4 separate regions of the Mus musculus genome follow, and all the other regions are linked to region 2. The links are chromatin contacts, called in public HiCAR-type and promoter capture Hi-C maps. All regions are on one chromosome and are shown on one strand. Each heading gives the region's core, a stretch centred on a gene start, on an enhancer-like site or on the middle of the called end of the contact. The rest is flanking DNA. Distances are from core to core; before and after follow the strand shown. Region 1 holds the start of Zfp426 (zinc finger protein 426). Region 2 holds the start of Zfp558 (zinc finger protein 558). Region 3 holds the start of Zfp266 (zinc finger protein 266). Region 4 holds the start of Slc36a4 (solute carrier family 36 (proton/amino acid symporter), member 4).

Evidence for each region. HiCAR-type assays count read pairs that join an accessible place to other places. Capture Hi-C pulls out chosen DNA fragments and counts their contacts.
Region 1: a HiCAR-type map of astrocytes shows a contact between it and region 2, with 4 times the contacts expected there. The contact joins the promoter of Zfp426 here to the promoter of Zfp558 in region 2.
Region 3: a contact with region 2 is called in a HiCAR-type map of astrocytes, with 7 times the contacts expected there. The contact joins the promoter of Zfp266 here to the promoter of Zfp558 in region 2. A contact is called at or near these places in 1 of 39 promoter capture datasets (second pharyngeal arch cranial neural crest) and 1 of 115 datasets of contacts at active chromatin or transcription factors (astrocytes).
Region 4: a promoter capture Hi-C map of adipose tissue shows a contact between it and region 2, with 4 times the contacts expected there. The contact joins the promoter of Slc36a4 here to the promoter of Zfp558 in region 2. A contact is called at or near these places in 4 of 39 promoter capture datasets (the 3T3-L1 cell line, cranial neural crest, maxillary cranial neural crest and 1 more) and 1 of 9 other capture datasets (adipose tissue).

What each region holds. Positions count from the first base shown.
Region 1 is chr9:20,490,678-20,494,380 of GRCm38.p6, forward strand. Zfp426 (zinc finger protein 426) reads right to left here and starts at 2,069. Exons shown (of 9, transcript NM_001110309.1): 1 at 2,021-2,069; 2 at 1,709-1,774.
Region 2 is chr9:18,471,874-18,475,545 of GRCm38.p6, forward strand. Zfp558 (zinc finger protein 558) reads right to left here and starts at 1,686. Exons shown (of 8, transcript NM_028935.1): 1 at 1,481-1,686; 2 at 1,013-1,121.
Region 3 is chr9:20,519,473-20,523,195 of GRCm38.p6, forward strand. Zfp266 (zinc finger protein 266) reads right to left here and starts at 1,947. Exons shown (of 9, transcript NM_001082485.1): 1 at 1,872-1,947; 2 at 1,548-1,647.
Region 4 is chr9:15,707,772-15,711,345 of GRCm38.p6, forward strand. Slc36a4 (solute carrier family 36 (proton/amino acid symporter), member 4) reads left to right here and starts at 1,967. Exons shown (of 11, transcript NM_172289.5): 1 at 1,967-2,066. The coding sequence starts at 2,021.

The DNA.
Region 1 (3,703 bases), core at 819-3,318, 2.0 Mb after region 2:
TACCTCCAAACATCCAGAAGCTTGTTGCCGCTTTTTAAAACAATGTGGAGAATTCTGAATGTTTATAGATCAGATATCACATGCATCATTTTATGTATGTATGTATGTATGTATTTTTGTGGTGCTGGGAATTGAACTGGGGCTTCATACATGGTAGGCAAGTATTCTATTCCTGAGCTATATCCTCAGCCAGTTCTTGATTTCCTTCTTTTCTTTTGTAAAGACAAGATCATGTGGTTCAGGCTGGCCTACAACCTACTATGTGACCGAGGCTGACCCTGAACTCCTAATGCTCCAGCTTCTATCCGCAGAGAGCTGGGATCAAAATCAAGTGAGCTACTGCACTCAGTTTATGTGGTACTAGGAACTGAACCTAGGGGTCTGTGGATAACACACAAACACTCTATCAACTGAGCTGAATACCCAAATAACTCTATTCTTTAATTTTCTTGATTGAATCTAATAATATTTTGCTTTCAGTAAGACAATGTCCTAATCTAGGTGGTACATTACCAAGTATTTAACAGTCAAGTGTTGTATCTATTATTGTTTATTCGGAGATAGGGGTATAACTATGCAGACTGGACTGGCCTGAAACTATGTAACTATCCTGGCATAGAAATCATGTTCTGGGGCTGGAGAGATGGCTCAGTGGTTAAGAGCACTGGCTGCTTTTCCAGAGGTCCTGAGTTCATATCCCAGCAACCACATGGTGGCTCACAACCATCTACAATGAGATCTGATGCCCTCTTCTGGTGTGTCTGAAGACAGTGACAGTGTGGTCACATATATAAAATAAATAAATCTAAAAAAAGAAAGAAAGAAAAGAAAAGAAATCATGTTCCTATTGCTCCAACTCCTGAGATCACTGCTATGTGCTACCATGTTGCCCTTTATTTTCAGTTTACATCTTAGCAAACAAGTCACCATACAATATATCTTGCTGGGGAAAGAGTAGACACGGACTGCTGCAAGAGGTGACTGCAGCATAACAGATACTGGACCATCAAATATGCTAGTACGTCTAAGTTTTTTTTAAAAAGAGAAATGGGGGGGGGGGGATTGTTGGGGAGAGAACACTAATTTATCAATCTTCTTAATAGTTAATTCTATGATTTTTAATAATCTAGCTTTCCACATTTCTTCTGTGAGCTCCAAGCAGTTTAGTGATGAACAGATCTAAGAACGAAGAGAAAAGTATGTGTATCACGCACAAGGCCCTGAATGGACCACTAGCACAGAGAGATAAAGGGATGAGGAAACAAACACAGGCCTAGGAACTTTGGAGGTGGAAAAAAGCTCACTATTATTGTTTGTTAGGTTTTTGCTTGTTTGTTTTTTAATAAATACAGTATTTCACCACGTAGCACTGGTTGGCCTGGAACTCATTTTGTACACCAGACTAGCCAAGAACTCACAGAAATCCTTTTGCCACCTGTGTGCCGTGAGTAAAGGCTTGCCCGCTAGGTTTTTATGAATGGGCTGGAGGTCTACCAATGTTTATATTCTCTCAAGAAAGACGTACATTCGAAGTAACTAAGAAATTTGTCTCTGTATCTGAAACTAATGGTCAAAATAAAACACGCACTCACTAAATAAAGTACAATCTAACAATATGAATTAAGTTCTCACCCCGACATTCGTCTCTAATATTTTTTTAAAAGGGAATACGGCTTTTTCCAAAAGCGACCTTTCACTGAGTGCTCACCAGAGGCGCTGAAATCGCAAGGTGTATGGCGCTGATCACTCCAACTACTCCGGCAAAATTTCATTTCTGAGGAGAAAAATAAAAGAGCCTTTCGCACAGAATTTGCTTGGGCGGCTTTTGAAGAGCAGCATCGTAGCCGCAGCCATCGCCAGGCCCGCCCTCTGGGCACTTCCCCAGCCTGGCGACTGACAGCCAGAGAGGACTCAGGCTTGGCCGCGCCCGGAGGCGCCGTGGCAAGCGGAGCAGAGCTCTGCACTCTCGTTCTCTATCTCCCCCTCCGCCTCCAGGTAGTCCTTGTACCGCAGAACTCACGAATGCCAGGCAACTCCGCAACTCTTCAGTGCAGATAAGAGCCGGAAGAGACGGGCGCGGGCATGACGTCACTTCCGCTCGCGCTCGGTCTGCTGCAGAGCCAGGCCCGGGAGTCTACCTCGGTTGAATTCCTGTCAGATTTCTAGTTTCTCCGCAGTGTCAGGGCGGAGGGGCTGTAAGGGCTTCACCGCGGGAGCTGGAGGCCGACGCTGGTCTCCAGGACAAGACAGAATTAGAATCCAGGCTGTGAGCCGGGCAACGGTGGTGCCAGGACCAGTAAGTCCTTTAACCACAGGGTTTCTTGTGGGTACCCAGCGTCCGCTCAGGAAATTTTTTTGCCTGCCATCGCTGCATTCTTAGAACCCTTGCTTTCTAGTGCACCCTAGTCCAGTAGGAAACAGAAGGCAGTCTCGCTTCCGTAATCATCTAGACCTCTCAAGATGTTGAAATTGTATTTCGTAGGCTGCGACCATAAAGGGTGCTTCAACAGATTTACCCTACCTAAGCCCATTCCACCAGCCTCAGGAGCCCAATGGAAATAACTGGGTTTCTGACTGAGAATCCTGAAGTAGTTACTGGGTGGGTCTTGAACTCGTCTTAACCGCGTATCTGCATCTTTCCCAGCAACTGTTTTCCCAAGTCCCCGGTTCTATTGAATGCCCTAAGCAAACAGTAAGCTCAAATCCGGGTTTTTGTCATCTCAAGTCACAGGAAAAATGCCCAGTCACTCAGATTCGACACTCCTGGTTACTGATGGTCCCTAATAACATGAATGAAGAGCCAGTTTAACCACGCAACAGTTGAGAGGCTGAAAACTGTAATGTTACTAGGCTGAATTCTGCTGACATCTGTTGGTCAATGCGAGTCAAAGAGAAATGAAGCTATAATCACTTTCTGACGAAAGTAAAAGCATTTATGGCCCTGATCTATTACAGGATGCAAGATCAGTTTGTCAAGAGACCCATTTACCCTCTCTGCCATGAACTTGCTCAACCAGGGGCTTGCGTTGCTTCAGAAACAATATGCCAGTATGACTTCTCAGTGAAAAGGCAGACTTTCTTACTGCACACTTAGAGCTCAAGGAAAAGCTCTTTACTAAAGCACATGGCCAAATATGAGTTGACCTCAAATGTAATTATATATACCTTAGAGTTAGGCATTTTACACACACTCATCCTTAAAACCTCTAGGTCCCAGCCCCTGATTAGACTTTGAACAATTTAAGAGACAGGAGACTACAAGTCTAGCCACTTGGTCAGATGGGTTATTTACACAAAAATATTGCCAAGATTATTTAAGTACACCAGTGTTGTTCTTTTCAAATAGATCTGACCCAGGGTCATGTTGCCCAGCTGGCAAAAAAAAAAAAAAATTTTTTTTAAAGAAAGGAACTGGGGTGTGGGCTGGAGAGATGGTTCAGCGGTTAAGAGCACTAACTGCTTGTCTTAGTGTCAGGGTTTCTATTCCTGCACAAACATCATGACCAAGAAGCAAGTTGGGGAGGGAAGGGTTTCAGCTTACAATTCCACACTGGACTGGAACTCAAGCAGGTCAGGAAGCAGGAGCTGATGCAGAGGCCATGGAGGGATGTTTCTTACTGGCTTGCTTCCACTGGCTTGCTCAGCTTGCTTTCTTATAGAACCCAAGACTATCAGCCCAGAGATGGCACCACCCACAAGGGGC
Region 2 (3,672 bases), core at 436-2,935:
AATAATGAATTTCATTACACAATTACCAAATATTCCTGTAATATAATTACAGGAAAGCTAAAATAAAAAAAAAACGCCATGAGTAGGAATGCACCTCAGTAGTAGAGCATCGGCCTAACTGGTGCACAACAAGTGTTTGGTCCCCAGATTTTCATAAAAGAAATCAAATACATACAGCTAATAAATACCTCCTGTATTACGAAAAAAATCATACTGCTATTTCAGAAATTCAGAATGCTCAATTCCTATTAGGAAGAAAGGTAGCGCTGGGTGGTGGTGGCGGCGGTGCACGCCTTTAATCCCAGCACTTGGGAGGCAGAGGCAGGCGGATTTCTGAGTTCGAGACCAGCCTGGTCTACAAAGTGAGTTCCAGGACAGCCAGGACTACAAAGAGAAACCCTGTCTCAGAAAAAAAAAAAAAAAAAGAAAGGAAGGAAGGAAGGAGACTACCTTGTTCTTTGATACTCTTCTAAATATTTTCAATCTTATAAACATCTAGTAGCTACTCAATTTTTAAAATTTCTGCTCCTAATGTAAGGACACTCAAGACATCATTTTCATATATGCCTTTGTATTCTAAAACGTCATGACAATTTGCAGGTTTTTAGGAGTCACATGGAATGCGCTTGAAGAGTGCCACTGAGTACTTCTAACATTTACTTCAGACTTGTAAGTACTAAAAATAGACACAAATATTTCATATATTTGTACTTAATATAATATTCTGAAAATTTTGGTATAAGTATACAAAAAATTCTGCATTTATATGCTTATTCATGGCTAATTACTTTTATTTTGTGTAATTTGCATTTAACTATATTTACTTTTCACACACCTTTGTATCCATCCCTTGAATATAACCCATCAAATATTAATACAGCTTCTTGAGATAACCCTCATTTTAAACAGGTTGCAATCTTAGAATTACAACCTGTTACAAGCAGAAGAAAAGGAGTTCTACACTGCAGGATCAGGTGGAACCCCATTGTTTCATATTCCACATCGTACTCACCTGGTTACATGAAATTAATAGATTAATGAGGGCAGGTGGACATTCAGGCGTTTTCAACACAACATTGAGGGTCCAACACAAGTTTGAGTTTGCATGATGTTTTTCTTGTCTGGAAAATAAGGCACAAAGATTGATGAGTCCTTTTATGGAAAGCATTCAAACTGTGACAGAAAAAAACAAAACCTTTCATTGCCCCTCGCCACGTGTATCTACACAGTTAACGTGTAATAATAGCCCAGGTTTTGGCTGTGTAAAAGGAATTACCTAATATCTATGCAGGCACAAACTCAGCAGAAGCTGGAATGATGTGTCTATTCAATTGCTCAATGTATTGACTAGAGAGAGCTCTTTTGGTGATTTCCACGTGCAGTAAACGTAGAGGTCCTAAAGGTGATGGGGCTGAATGAACTTCACAGAGCTGGAAGGATTTCCACCCTCAGCACATGTGCTAATTCGCCCTGAACGCACCTTGCAGCTCAGGAGATAGAACAGGACCCGCTGGCTGACCATCCCTCAGCTCGCCTGCCACGCCCCCCTCTGTGAGAACAAAAAGCATTCCCAGGGCTGCGAGCTGGAAGAGCTCGGGTTTTATCGCTGGCTGCGGAAGCAGCCTGGGGCTTTCGGGAGGTAGCAGGAGTCCAGGGCCACTAGGCAGAGGGCGCTCCCGGCTGGCGCTCTTTCTCAACTCGACTAAAAACCCGTGTACACACACCGAGTCGCCCTTCCCAGCCGCCGAAGACGCCCACCCCAAGATCGACCACATCCGCTGCGCTGACTCCTCCTTCAGTTCCGCCCCGCGCTTCCACTTCCGGCCCTGAGCGCCGCCTCGAGGTTCACTTCCGCCCAAAAGTTTGTCCGGGTTTTAGGGCAGATTACACGTCTGTGGTCCCCTTCGTATTGTACGTGTTCTTCCCAGTTTGTTTAGTGACTGTGTACATAGTTGGATTTTGGGATAGGTCAGCTAAAGAGACCAGGGCGACCCTGGGAACTGTAAGAGGACGGACTATGGTAGAACCTGGAAGCGCAAGCTTGGGGGAGCTTGTGTAATAGCTGGGAAAAAGTTCTGAGGAAGTGGCTAGGGTGAGGATTAGTTCTGGGGCAGGTGGGCAGAGATAAAGTCATGAGTGAACGGAGTTGACAAGGGGTGGAGATTAGTTTCAGGGGTGGACATATGGAATAGTGTATGGTATGAAGTATGATTGCTACTGTCCCAAGGAATTTGAGAGGCTGGTTACTGGGATAGGAATATGGATGGGATGTTGTGAGTCCTGTGGTCCTACGGAATATAAAAGATCACCCCCAGGGGTGGAACTGGAGGTAACCCTCCTTGGATCATGTCAGAATGCCGTCTATGAAGTGAAAATGTGTAAGAAGAATTCTGACTGCCAGTGAGAGAGCCAGGCAAGAGTCCTGTGACCTCTAAGTACAAAATCGTTCTTGGAATGGGGATTCCTGTCCCTCCAGGGTGTAGTAAATAGGAACGGGTGTACTTCAGATTGTCTTACTAGTCAGAAGATGTCTTCAAGCACATGCTGTCCTTAGGACTGTATGCAGTTCTTAACCTGTGGGTCATGACCCCTTGTGGAGTAGGAGGTTAAATGACTTTCACTGAGATCTCCTAAGACTGTAAGAAAACAGGTATTTACATTACTATAACAATGGCAAAATTATCTGGGCAGTGCTGGTGCATTCCTTTAATCCCAGCACCTTGGGAGGCAGAGGAAGGCGGATTTCTGAGTTGGCTGCCAGCCTGGTCTACAGAGTGAGTGTCAGGACAGCCAGGGCTACACAGAGAAACCCTGTCTCGAAAAAACAAAACAAACAAACAAACAAAAAAAACCCACCAAACCAAACAAACAGAACAAAACAAAAACAAACAAACAAACAAAACAATGGCAAAATTATAGTCATGACGTAGCAACGAAAATAATTTTATGGTTGGTGGTCACCATAGCATGAGGAACTGTATTACAGGGTCACAGTTACATTAGGAAGGTAGAGAACCATTGATATACAGCTCATGGTAAACTCACGAGAACGGGTCTTGCCTTTGTGACTCTGTACAGCTTTAATTCGCATGAGCCTTTTTCTTTTCTTGATGAAAGGCATTCTAACAGGAAGATAAAGATTCCTGCTATGCTATTGGGTATATACTACAAGAAAAAAAAAGTCAGTGTTCTAATTTGATTTCTACTACTGTGATAGAACATTCTGGCAAAAAAAAAAAAAAAAGAAAAAAGAAAAGAAAAGAAAAGAAAAACAAGAAAGAAAACAAAAGCCCCCTGAGGAAGGAAGGAAGGAAGGGCATCCTAATCACAGTTCATCGCTGAGAGAAGTCTGGGCAGGAGAACTAAAACAGGAGATGTAGAGAACACTGCTTACTGTATTAAAACCTTAGGTTGTTTAGCTTACTTTCTCATACATCCCAAGATTTCTTCCTCAGAATAGCACTGCCCATGGTATAATGGATTCTCCCACATCAATTCTAATCATTAAAGTGCCCCACAGACTTGTCTTCAGGTCAGTCTCATGGAGACATTTTCTTTTTTTTTTAAAGATTTATTTATTATTATATCTAAGTACAATATAGCTGTCTTCAGATGCACCAGAAGAGGGTGTCAGATCTCATTATGGATGGTTATGAGCCACCATGTGGTTGC
Region 3 (3,723 bases), core at 697-3,196, 2.0 Mb after region 2:
CCATGTCCAAGGCCCCAGGTTCGCCACCTAGACTCTGTCTCAGTCTCTGTCTCTGTCTCTGTCTCTGTCTCTCTCTCTCTCTCTCTCTCTCTCTCTCTCTCTCACACACACACACACACACCTTACCTTTGTGTACTCTCATATAACAAAGGTGTATTAACTCAAAAACTCAGTAGACTGTATGAACTTCCAAAGCTCTCATCAATTGGTAATACAGTTATTCAGGACTGTAAGAACAGGCTTAAGCTAGATTTTTGTCACTACCTCCCTTCACTGGTGTGCTGAAGCTGAAACCCAGGGCCTCACACATTCTAGGCAAGAGCTATATACCACTTCACTCAGAAATCCAAGCATCAGTTAGTCTACAGTGAAAAAAAATCAAAAATGGAGAAAAAAATTTAAATGGAGAAAAATGCCAACAGAAACAAACCATCGAAATGCGAAAATGCATACCTCCTTAAAAAGTTACTATAACAAACAACATGACCTACCCTAGGTTCAAAGATCCTAAAAAGGTATCTGAAAATTTCAATATAAGAACCTTAAAATGGGGGTTGAAGACTTAGTTAAAAGTACATACGGCTCTTCCAGAACCAGAGATCTGGTTCCCAGCACCACACCGGCACCGCACCAGGTGGCTCACAACCTCCTGTAACGCAGCTGTAGGGAGCCAAGGCCCTTTGTGACATCCAGGGGCACTGCACTCAAGGCAGAAACCCACACCCCACACATAAACAGATAACAACTTAAAATAGATTAAATAACAGCAAAAATGCCTTAAAGAGGTCTTGGTTTATAGCTCAGTAAGAGAGCTTACTAAACATGCACAAAGCCCTAGATTCAATTCCCACTATTAGAAAAACAAAGAAACTTTGAAAAGATCTTAGATGCAAAAACACCCAAAAACTTATAACAATGAAGAATTCTGATTTCACACAAAGAAGATATTAGATAATATTAATTTTTTATTATCTTGGCTGAAAGATCAGTATTTACGGTCTTACTGGGTCAGTATCTTCTTTTTTTTTTTTTTTAGAAAATGTATTACCCCGTTATGTAAAAAAATCATGCCTGAAATTCCCAACCTATTCTCAAATAGTTCAACATAAACTGTATTTTAATTTTCCTTGAAAAACCAACCAGTTTAATCAGTACTAACCTAACAAAGCCTCCATTTTTTAAAGTCTGCAAGGAGGCACAGGCCTACAACATTCAGACAATAGCTAACTATTTGGGCTAGGGTGTAGCTCAGCAGGAGAGTGCTTAGCATCATGAGGCTCTGAGTTGCGGCCCCAGCATCAAATCAAGAGTAACTTGTTATCCTTACTTTTCTTCAACACAAAGACCCGGGTCTTTGTACGTTTATATTTATATACAGATAAATGCACTCTGCGAAAGTCTACAACGAAGTTGCCTTTTTAAAAAAATCAGAATGCAATGTGTCTCAGGTAAACATAGGTCCCACGAAAGCGAAATAATCGGATAAAGCATTCCTTTCCATACACACACAAAAAGAAAAACAAGAGGAAAAGGCTGCCCTCACCCACCTTTCAGCCAAAGCTCGGCTCCCCCAAACAGAATCGCCCGGTCCAAGAATGGAAAATGCAGCGTCTCAATGTGATACCAATGGCGAAAAGTCTATTCTTTCTGGGGAGGAAAATAATTCCACGAAGGTTACTTTACACCGGCTTTAGAAGAAAGGTGGGTGCAAACAGCTCAGGGCTGAGTCGGGATGCGCACTCGGGCCGCGGCACCCGGGAAGGCTGCAGAGCCCGGGAAGCCGCGGGACCCCGCGAGCAGAGCTCGGCCCGCCTCCCCGCACAGGCCTACCGAGTCCTCGCCCTCCCCGCGCCGCCCCCGCAGCTCCTCACCGAATCCTCACCGAGCGCTGCGTGGAGAGCCCTCGGACAAACGCCGAGAAGGACTCAGAGCTCGGAGAAAAGGGGGGGCTGGCCGTGACGTCACTTCCATTTCCGGCTCGGAGTTCTCAGCCACGTTGGAGCTCTCCAAGCTGGAGAGAAAAACTTGTTTGTTCCAGCGTCCCGACAGTTGCACCCTTTTTCGGGTGGGTTCATAAGGGGCGTTGAGACAGGAAAAGAGCCGAGAGGTCGAGATCAGAAGCGAGACCTTGAAGGGGGAGCAGTGCGGGGGCGGGGCGAGAGGCGGGACCAGGCCGGGGTGCGCCTCGGTTGATGGCGGACCGGTGGGGCGAGGATGGGTGTGGGGACGCCCCGGTGGAGATGCTGCTGACAAAAGCTTTTCTCTCCCGCCTCTCCCTCACGCTCGCGATGCCCTTAGCCATGTTGCACAATCTGCCAACCCAGGAAAAATGATCCGTTTGGTCCATTCAGTTAGTGCTGTCTCCAGACACCTTTATGTCGACCTGTCTTTGTGTGTCTCTGGACTCTGCTAACACCTCAGTCCTTGATTCCATCACGTTTTCACCACCCAGGGCTGTTAGTAGAGCCCGGACTAGCATCACGAAGCCCTGGGATCCATCGCCAGTACCGTAGATGGTACTAGTGGTGCTTGGGAGAAGAAGACAAAGTTCAAGGCCATCCTTGGCTACATAGTAAATTCAAGGCCAGTCTGTCTGGGATACATGAAACCCTGTATCCAAAATGCTTAGTTCCTAACATCTTTTCCTGATTTTTCGTGATAATGGGGTGTGTGTATGTGTGTGCATGGTTTAACAGAGTAAGCAGGCATGTACATGGCAATGTATGGAGGTCAGGGGACAACTTTCAGGCGTCCGTTATCACCATGGGTTTCAGCAATGGAAGTCAGCTTCTCTTTCACCCACTGAGCCAGCTTTTTGGCCCAAACGACTTAATTTTTAGAGACAGTTTAACAGCTTGGGTGTTTTCTATTTTTGGAATAATTCAGAGTAAAACTAGGTCAGGCATAGTGATATGCACCTTTAACAGCCCTCAGGAGGCAAACACAAGTGGATCTCTGTGAGTTCAAGGCCAGAAAGAGTTATAAACTACTTCATAGTTTCACATGGATCCTATATGGATACTAGCTTTGTGTGTGTGTGTGTGTGTGTGTGTGTGTGTGTGTGTGTGTGTGTCTCATATGGCTGTGACTGTGAATATAAGACATGAACCTAGAAAGGGGACCATGAATGGGAGATCAAAAGATGTTTTAAAGAAATGGAGAAGTTGGTCTGGAGAGATTGCTCAGTGGTTAAGAACCTTTGTTGCTCTTCCAAAGGACCCTGGTTCAGTTCCCAGTACGCATATGGCAGCCTACAAGTGTCTGTAACTCCTTTTCCAGTATACCTGATACCTCTTTTGTTCTCCATGGACATGAGACAAGCATGCAATGCCCAGACATACATGCAGGAAAAGCACCCATACATCAATAATAATAATAAATAGAAATAAAGGCATTAAATTGGGAGGAAGAGAAGGGTACATTTTGGGGAGGTGGGAACTGTGGAAGGAAATGACAGTCAACCAAAACAAGGTATGAATAGAAATGCCTAATGAAACCTTGTTGCTCTGCTGACTAAAAAACAGGCAAGGGGCCAGGCGTGGTGGCACACGCCTTTAATCCCAGCACTTGGGAGGCAGAGGCAGGCGGATTTCTGAGTTCGAGGTTAGCCTGGTCTACAAAGTGAGTTCTAGGACAGCCAAAAAAAGCATGCAAGGGGCTAGAGAGATGGTTCAGCAGTTAAGAGTTCTTGCAGCTCCTTCTTAGGGGATGAGTTTGCATCCC
Region 4 (3,574 bases), core at 717-3,216, 2.8 Mb before region 2:
TAATTTCAGCATTTCTTTTGTCTCTTTCTGGCACTCCAGGTGGACTGACATCTCTTGAGATACAGCTGTGGTCTGGGACCCTGTCAGGATCCTATCCTGCATCGGATTCTTGGTTTTTTGCTTGGTGTGTTTTCTAACTAGGTTTACTGCTGGTAGACTTACCCCTGGTGGGTTTATTCAGGCAAAGCACTCCTCCAGGCATAGACAGAGCACACGAGATGTCCAGGCTGAGCTTTATGTTATACTAAAGTGTGTCTGTATTATCCTTTCATTATATCCACAGTTTCGATAGGCATAGTTTTAGCCAGTGTATTTTCCTCGAAATAGTGGAGTCCAACACCTCATCGAGCCCTAGCTGTTGTTAGCCATTGTTTGGTAGGCAGGTGAACTTTAAGCCAAGGAGCCTCTTCCCAATGGCATTTAGTATTTAAACCGAAGGAAGTTTTAGCATCTTTCTCTTTCATTTTTCTAACATTTTATAATAATATTTCTTGGCTTCGGTTAATTTTCGCTTGCTGCACTGGGAGGTCAGTGCTCTGCTCAGTTCTGGAAACAAACACCCTTGGATGACAAGTGTTCTTCAGCTCTGATGTGTAGTTGCTGCCTTTCTCTCAACTTCCTGACTAGAGAGTCCAGAGCTGCTGGACGGATCCCAGACCTCAGTTTCCCTTGTCCGTTGCTCTGCTTTTGGCTGCTGCGTCCTCACCTTTCCGAGCCATTCTAGTTTTCTTTTGTAAATGTGCAGGTTGTATTTTGCAAAGTTGATACAATTCTAGATATATCTGAAATGAGAGAACCCCAATTGAGAAAATGCCTCCATATTGGCCTGAGGACAAGCTTGTGGTAGTATTGTCTTCATTGATGAAGGGCCCAGCTCAGTGCCGGCAATGAGGAGCCGTTTCTGGGTGCTATAAGAAAGCAGTGTGAGCAAGCCACACAGAGCAAACCAGTAAGCAGCATCCCTCCATGGCTTCTTCAGTTCCTGACCTGAGTTCCTGTCCTCACAGTGATGGACTTCCAATTGAAGTGAACTCTTTCCACCTCAAGTTGCATTGGGTCAATGGTGCTTTATCATAGCAATAGAAACCCTAACTAAGGCAGTCCATGCCATATATTTATTTAAAAAAAAAAAAAAAACCTCTGTTAGCACAGTGTGGAGCCTTTTCAAAGTAAGTTAAACTCACGCACCATTGTCTTTCTTAGCTTTCAGTTGGATGAGTCAGTCACGAAGAGTAAACAAAGATATTGCAGTAAAGGTCATGTTGTTAGCAACAGTGAGGGCTCTTCCAGGTACTGTCATTGCATTTCCTAGGTCCACCCATAGAGTTGTTCCGATGATAGGGAGAAGGTGCCCCTCCTTCTGGAAGTCAGCAGATAGTGAAGCCACTTTAAAGTTGAAAGTAGGCAATACTTAATAGGCAGGCTGAAACGGTTTCCGCAAGCCAGCTTCGTATGCAGACTGAGAATCCCTGCTGCAGTGGCAGATCCCTCCCCTGCCTTCATTGGCTTACTGTTGTTGTTGTTGTTGGTGGTGGTGCTACCGAAGGGTCTTACCCTTTGTGTGGACAGTGGCACAGTGACTTACAGACTGCATTGCGCTGTCTCTCATATGACCAAAGAACCATATGACAATGTAGTGTAGTGCCTGATAGTGGATGTCGACACTTCCCTCTTTGCCTTAACCCTAGTGTTAGCTGTCTTTAAGATGCCAGTGCAGGAGCCTACATCTAGCTGCGTTTGTTAGTGTCAATTGGGGTGGAGGAACACTGCCAGTCGGTCGTCGGGAGTTGCAGTCTGCCTGCTTTCTGCGTGGTCCGAGGCCCTTTCTTCCGGCATGCGAAGCCCGGGGATTCAGAGGATCGCTCCTCAGCTTGTAGGCGCCGCGCCTGTCACCCCGAGGCGCAGACCCGCGTGGGCTACGGTCAAGGCCAGCCCGGGCCCCGCCCCTCGGGGCGGCTCTGCGCATGCTCGGCGGTGCGGCCGGCAGAGCGGGCGGCGGCGACCTGGAGACCCCCGAGGGATGGAAGCGCCGGCGCCGGCGGAGACGGCGGGATGCGAGGAGCTCGGTGGGTGTCTGCCGGCCTGACCCAACCCGGGGCGTGGGCGTCTCCCGCGTTCGCAGTGAGGGCGCGTCGGCCTTCGCGTCCGCTGCGGCGGCATCCGGGCTCCCGGTGTCTCGCGCGCCTGGCCGTGGGGGGGGTAGGGGGTGGGGGTGTCTCTGCGCGCGCACTGAGCACTAGGGTGGCGGGATGGCGGGATGGCGGGGTGACGGCGTATGCAGAGACTCCAGGCAGAGGCTGGTGGGTCCCAGGACCCTGGCTGGCGTGAGTTCCTCTAGGACCAGCACAGAACAGTGGTCCCCAGGCCTGGCGGGGCCTTGCAGGTCGCTGCACCGAGTGTGAGGTCTGTCTGCCTTTGAGTTGTCAGTCTTTGTATGCCTGTCATTCTGTCCATCTGTCTGTCCACGGGCCTGTGCTTGTAGCACTGTGCGTCAGTGCGGGGAGTCGCCCCGTTTGTCCACGTCAAAGGGAGGCGGGAACTGCTGCCACTCTGTTTTTTTCCAGGATGCTTTAAGGAAGTTATCATTGTTTTCTTTTCTGAGCCTGGATCTCAACTCTGGGCATCTCCAGCTGAAGCCTCCGTTGACTCCTCGCTGCGCAGCTGTTCTAACGGGACATTGCTGCCTGAAAAATAGCACGTACCTGGGCTCTGACAGGCCCTGAGCGCTCTGTTTCCATGGTTTTGGAAGGCTTGCTTCTGTTTACTACTGCCAGAAAGAAAACAGAAGCCAGGATCAGGATAGAAAGATGTCCTCCTAGCAGCACACTGTGTTAAGAAATATTTCTTAAAGAAAGAGATTAAATTAAAACATACTTTGAAGTAATTTATAGACTGGCATGCCTATAATAATGTGCCAACACTTCATGGTTGTTTTCAACAAAGGTAGAAATTCTAAGTCTAACTTTCATTGAGAACAGACTGTCAAGCAGGGTGCTGTATACTATGCTAGCCAATGACTACTTGATCCACACTAGAATTCAGGGAGGCAAGTTCTTTTGTCTTGCAATTGTTCTTGCCTAAGGCAGGGCCTTGTTACTACAAACTCAAGTTTATGAGACTCTTCAGTTCAACCCATGTTGTTGAGCTGTGAGGAGATTGGCAGGAGCGGGATAGTATGTTATCATTAGCATGTATAAAGCTGGTGTGGTAGCAGTACACACTTGCAAACCCAGTGTTATGGGGCTGAGGCAAGCGGGCTGTCAGCCTATGCCACACAGTGAGTTCTAGGCCAGTGTGGTCCACACACTGAGGTCCTGACTCTGCCCTGCCCTCTGGAAAAGTTCATCTTTTCACTCAGCAGTTTTATGTGTAGACAATTTCTCAAAGTAAATCATGCAGTTAAACTGTATCAGGCTGAGAGGATGGTTAAGAGGGTAAGAGCAGTTCCCATGCAAGACCAACGACCTGAACTGGGACTCCCAGAACCCATGGAAAGCAGTAGAACATGGGAGACAGAGGCAGGACAGTCGCTCATGTGCTTGAATGCCAGCTGCAAAGCTCAGCATCGGAGAAG